2 separate regions of the Sus scrofa genome follow, and region 1 is linked to region 2. The links are chromatin contacts, called in public HiChIP or PLAC-seq maps. All regions are on one chromosome and are shown on one strand. The core of a region is the stretch at or near the end of the contact, and the rest is flanking DNA. Distances in the headings are between cores, read along the strand shown. Region 1 overlaps NAV3 (neuron navigator 3). Region 2 overlaps NAV3 (neuron navigator 3).

Region 1 (2,700 bases), core at 19-2,518, 170 kb after region 2:
AGCCAGGTCTGCGACCTACCCGCAGTTCATTGCAATGCCAGATCCTTAACCCATGAGCAAGGTCAGGGATCGAACTTGCATCCTCATGGGTCCTGTTCAGGTTCGTTCACCACTGAGCCGTGACGGGAACTCCACCTTTGTTCATCCCTAAGTCCCACAGGTGCCGTGCACTTCCGTGCTCGGCAGTCTCCGCACCACCGCCTTTGGTTCCCAGCTCTCACTTCTGAAGCTCCTCCCTTCCTCCGCTAAGACCCACACCAGGCATCTCAGGACACCGTCTGAATTTTTACCTCGGCTTCTGTCTTCTGGTTCACAATTACCTTGGTTGCTTAATTCTGCCTCAAACCTCCCCCGTCTCTGTTCACTCTTCTTATTTCCTAAATTCAACAACCTCAAGCCCTACGGGTCTTAATCTTATGAAGAATCATTAGAAATTGCCCCGACAGGACATCCAACAACCACCATTCCCAAAACAATATATATGCAGAGGACGAGCCTTCCGGAACCTACAATTCTCAGCACGATGCACAGTCCCAGAGCATCTCAAACACGGAATCTAACAGGCATTTTGTTTGGTGCCATAGTCAGTAGATGAAAATGCAGGGTTTTTTTTCTTTTCTTTTTTTTTTTTTTTTTGTCTTTTGTCTTTTCAGGCCACATCCGTGGCATATGGAGGTTCCCAGGCTAGGGGTCTAATGGGAGCTGTAGCTGCCGGCCTATGCCACAGCCACAGCAACGCAGGATCCTTAACCCACTGAGTGATGCCAGGGATCGAACCTGCGTCCTCATGGTTGCTAGCCCGGTTCGTTAACCACTGAGCCACGACGGGAACTCCTGAAAATGCAGTTTTGATACCTTATGTTATATATACTATATATGCTTTAATATTAACCAGGTTTGTGCTAGATTTATACTCTAGATTTCACAACTAATTTGAAAGACGAGGAGGAACTGTCTCAGAAAATGAGGAAGTTCTCAACAACAACAAAGAAACAATTCGCCTTTAAGAAGGGAGCAAACAGGCCCCCACAGCTCTGAATGTATTGCAAAATAAACAAAGGAACATTTCTTGTTTGTTCACTTTACCCATAAGTATTTGTGGCCTCGAGTTTTGTTTTGAGCCCCCTTTCTGCCCTAGTTTATAACCTCTTCTTGAGTCACTGCCTCCATTTCTCCTGCTTCAGTCAGTAAAGCACGGCTAAGCCAGTGTTCCCACGTCCTCATGTCTGGCCCCGACCACTCTCCTGGGCTCCAGAGCCTCATACTGGACACCGCGCTCTGGAAGTCCCAGTGGAACAGCAAACTCGGGAAGGCCAGGGCTGAGCGTCCTCCTCTGCCCCTCCTCCCTCTTCTCACCACAGCGGCACGATGGTCCCCTACTGAAATGCATCACCACTCAGAAGCCCACAAAACTAGAGAGGTGGTGACTTCTCCGGCCCTAACCTCCAGCAGTCCCCAAGTCCGTCTTCCTCAGGCCCATCCTCCTGCCTATTAACCTGAAACTGTTCCCTCTCCCGCCTGTGGAGCTGCTGTGCCCCTCCCTCTCCTCTCCCCAGAGCACAGCTTTTCTCCACCTTGTCACCAAGGCCATGTTCCTAAGTTATAAACAGCAAATAGCACCGTTCTTCCTCTGCTAATAAAGTTCCCCAAACAACGTCCTTCACCTTCAGGAAAGAACTCCCAGATCTTAAATGGTGCCTCCGGAGCCCCATAAATTGGATTCTGCCTACTTCTCCTGCCTGTCTTTTACCATATCCTGTGCCAGTCAAAACTCAGAGCTATAATGAGTTCTGTGGGGCTCCTCTCATTAGGAGGTGAGACCTTTGGCCCGCTCACCCTCCCTTTGAAGCTGGGTGGGCTTGGTCACTCTTTCAACCAATGGGTCATCACATCAGAAGCGCAATACCCCCGAGACTACGATGCCAGGGAGGACATATGTGGTCCCTGTGCCAGCTAAGCTGCCAGACGGGTGGGTGAAGAGGTCATCTTGGAAGTGGATTCTACCACCACAGATGTCTTGCCGGCCAGAGATCTGGGACACTCCACCACGGCCGCTTCCCCGTGGAGTTCCTGGACACAGCGGTATAGAGATAGGCCATTCCTGCTGTGCCAGTGTGGCTCCTGAGCTCACAAAACCCACGAGGATAAGAAAAGTAGGATGGTTTAGTGCCATGTCTTTTAAACATCAATGGATACCGAGAACACATGCCTATTTTAATTTCTCCTTGGCCAAAAACGTGGCAGCTTCCTGAAGGTGAAATGGCATTTTCTTCATCAGTGCCTTTCCACAGGCTTTAGCTACCACACCTTCCCGAACCACGTGTTTAAACGCCTGGGTCCTCAATTAGACGGTGGGTGGTTTGAAAGATTAAAGCATCACTAGATCTCAGTTGCACATCTGGCAAAATTCTTGGCACACAGTGGGGGCTGAATCTCTATTTGTTTAAAGGTCACATTTGAACTTCTCAGTCAGCAATGAGAATGAACTTCACGCTCTTGGGTAATACATGCAAGATCATTAGAGCAATATTGTTTTTCACTAAGCCACATGGGATTCAGGGACTATGCCCGGCTGTACAGGGACTGGTTCATCAAAACATAAGAATAACGAACAATACTTTTTAAAATGGATGTATTAAATATAAACATAATTGAATAAACTGTTTATCAGAACAATTTTTCATATAATATGGATTTTTA
Region 2 (2,700 bases), core at 88-2,587:
ATCACTCCCTTACCAGACTTCCCAACAGATTCCTATTTGAATAAGAATGGGAAACATTTCAACTTTTAAATAGGGCTTAAAGGTCCCTCAGCAAGCTGGTCAGTGTTTATCTCTCCAGCCCGGTTCTACCTGTCTTATCTTTGGTCATCATCTTCCTTATGCTGGTTCCATAAAAGGCGCTTTCTCTTTTCTGTCTCAAGTTCTGCTAGAACGCTCTTCTCTCAACATTTGCTATATGGCTTGATAATTAGTCTCTGGGCCTCCCCCTATGCGCTGCCATCTGGTAGAGGCCTTTCTTGACTATGCAACTGGGGTAGGTTCCCTGGTAACCTCATTCTCTATGGTACCTTTTCTTGTCCATTTTGGAACTTGTGACGATTTTATATGCACATTCGGCTACACCAACGACCACAAACATTCTTTATTTCTTCTCTCCCTTTAGATTAAAAGTTTAATGGAGACTGCCTGGTTTGTTTACCACTATATACCCAGGGATTTGTACAGAGTATTGCATGTGGTAGGTAATCAATAGGAACTCGTTGAATAAAATTATTATTATTATTCCCTTAGTGCAATACTGAGTTTTAACACTACAGGAACACAACCTGAATATCCTATATATACTCAACTCTCGATAACTTTTTTTGTTACTTTTAAACTTTATACAATTTTTTAAATCTTTCTTGCCCAATTTGAATATTAACTGTTGTCATTTTGTTTATTTTAGGCACTCTTCCCACATTTCTGAGCAAAGGAATTCTTCTTTTTCAACTCCAGTAAAGATAGTAAAAAAAACTACCTGTTGCCTGAGATAAAAGGAACCTTTCCAGGAAGTTTTACTTCAGTGGCTTGTACTGTGGTAAAGAAAGGATTAAGCCTTTTTAAATCCCTTCTGGACCTATTTACGACATGAAGATTTAGAACATAAGCTGCTTTATTATAGCTCTAAGATAAGCTTTAAATATTCAGTAATTTTCCATGCTGCATATAAATTAACTCCCCCACATGGAAAGTTGCTAAATTCTTAACAGAAGTAGCCCCAAGAGAACCAGTTTGTCCTTCAATTTAAGTATATCTCACTTTTGTAAATCACTTTCTTAAAAATTTAAATTTCAAGTTTTTAAAATTTATATTATTCTTTTCTATAAAATTTGAATAAGCCCCTTTGATGTGCACGGCAACATTATGGCCAGGATTAAGGACTAGGAAAACAAACCACTCTACCCTCAACCAGGAAAGGCAGACCATAGATAAATTAAGGCACCAAAGTATAATGCAAATTTTGATAGAGGAAGTACAGTTATTTCCAGGAATATATCACCAAGGGACTTCGTAGAGCTGATGAGTCAAGGAGGCATGGTTAGGCTAACTGTTGCAAGATTTCAAAAAGCTTTTATGCTCAACAAACAGGGTAGAAATTTCCAAGTAGAATAAAGAGAATATATAAAGAACTTTTGAAGAGCCGGAGGAGGTTCAGGGCAACTGAAATATGAAATACACCACATTTATGGCCAAAAGGACAGAAGGTCTGGAACAGTGCCTAACACATAAATAGTAATCAATAAATAGCTGTGGAATGAACAGAGCAAAGAGAAATTATGACATGTTAGGGAGTGTGCATTTCACCTAAAGGCCATGGGATACCTGTTAGGCAGACAGGTTGCTAGACAATTGCTCTGGTCTCAGTATGAAGAGTATCACGAAGACGTGAGAGATAAAGAGGAGGAAGGCTCGTCAGGAGGTTGTGGTCATAGGTCAGGGGAAAGATGAGGGAGAGTTGACAGCAGGATCAGAGAAAAGGTAGCCAGAGATTTTTACGGGGTAGAATCTACAGAACTTGGCGATTTACTGACTGGGGAGATTTCTGGTTGCGTGGAAGGATGGTGATGCCGTTTACTGAGGCAAGGAGCACGGAAGGCAAAGCAGGTCTAAGAAGGAAGAAGACACGTCAAATTTGGAGACGTTAACAAAGAGACATCCAAAGATAATCTAATGGAATTCTCTTTTTGGCAGCGGGATGGACCGACCTGTAACTCACAAGATAAACCTGGCCTGGAGAGATATATTTGACAGTTATCAACACATGAATAGTAATTATAGCTAGAGTACTAGATGAGCTTGTACAGAATTTTAGCTGCGATGAAGAGAATCATAATGTATAAAACCACAACAGAAGAAAGTTCAGGCCTTGGTTCTAAGAAACACCAGTGTTTTACAAATGTATACAAATGAGTGACCCCACAAGAGAAACCTTGAAAGAGATTTCAAAGGAGCACAAGAAAAACTAAGAATGCTAGATGTCCTGAGCATTAAAGGAAGTGAATGTTTGAAGTATAATGGAATGGGCCTCAGTAGCGAATGCTATTTCCATGACAAATAGAGTAAGACTTTTTTTTTTTTGTCTTTTTAGAGCCACTGCCATAACATATGGAGGTTCCCAGGCTAGGGGTCAAATTGGAACTGCAGCTGCTGGCCTACGCCACAGCCATAGCAACACGGGATCTGAGCTGCATCTGCGACCCATGCCACAGCTCATGGCAACGCTGGATCCTTAACCCACTGACTGAGGCCAGGGATCAAACCCACGTCCTCATGGATACTAGTCAGATTCTTTAACCACTGAGCCGCAACGGGAACTTCACAGTAAGATTTTTTTAATTTTAATTTTTAAAGCTCTTTTTTTTTTTTTTTTTAAGTTCC

The links. HiChIP or PLAC-seq counts read pairs in DNA pulled down with a chosen protein or histone mark.
Region 1: an H3K27ac HiChIP or PLAC-seq map of alveolar macrophages shows a contact between it and region 2. The contact joins two enhancer-like sites. A contact is called at or near these places in 1 of 47 Hi-C or Micro-C datasets (embryonic fibroblasts) and 1 of 2 datasets of contacts at active chromatin or transcription factors (alveolar macrophages).

The regions. Positions count from the first base shown.
Region 1 is chr5:103,226,648-103,229,347 of Sscrofa11.1, forward strand. All of the region lies in intron 5 of NAV3 (neuron navigator 3), which reads right to left. Among named protein-coding and RNA genes, the nearest start is that of NAV3, 640 kb to the right of the region's middle. Within about 2 kb of position 1,269, at least 9 of the 83 cell types and tissues checked have an H3K27ac peak or open chromatin away from gene starts, as enhancers often do. A contact at or near this core is called in alveolar macrophages, where this site is marked.
Region 2 is chr5:103,056,189-103,058,888 of Sscrofa11.1, forward strand. The region is part of intron 24 of NAV3 (neuron navigator 3); the gene reads right to left. Among named protein-coding and RNA genes, the nearest start is that of SYT1, 660 kb to the left of the region's middle. Within about 2 kb of position 1,338, at least 2 of the 83 cell types and tissues checked have an H3K27ac peak or open chromatin away from gene starts, as enhancers often do. A contact at or near this core is called in alveolar macrophages, where this site is marked.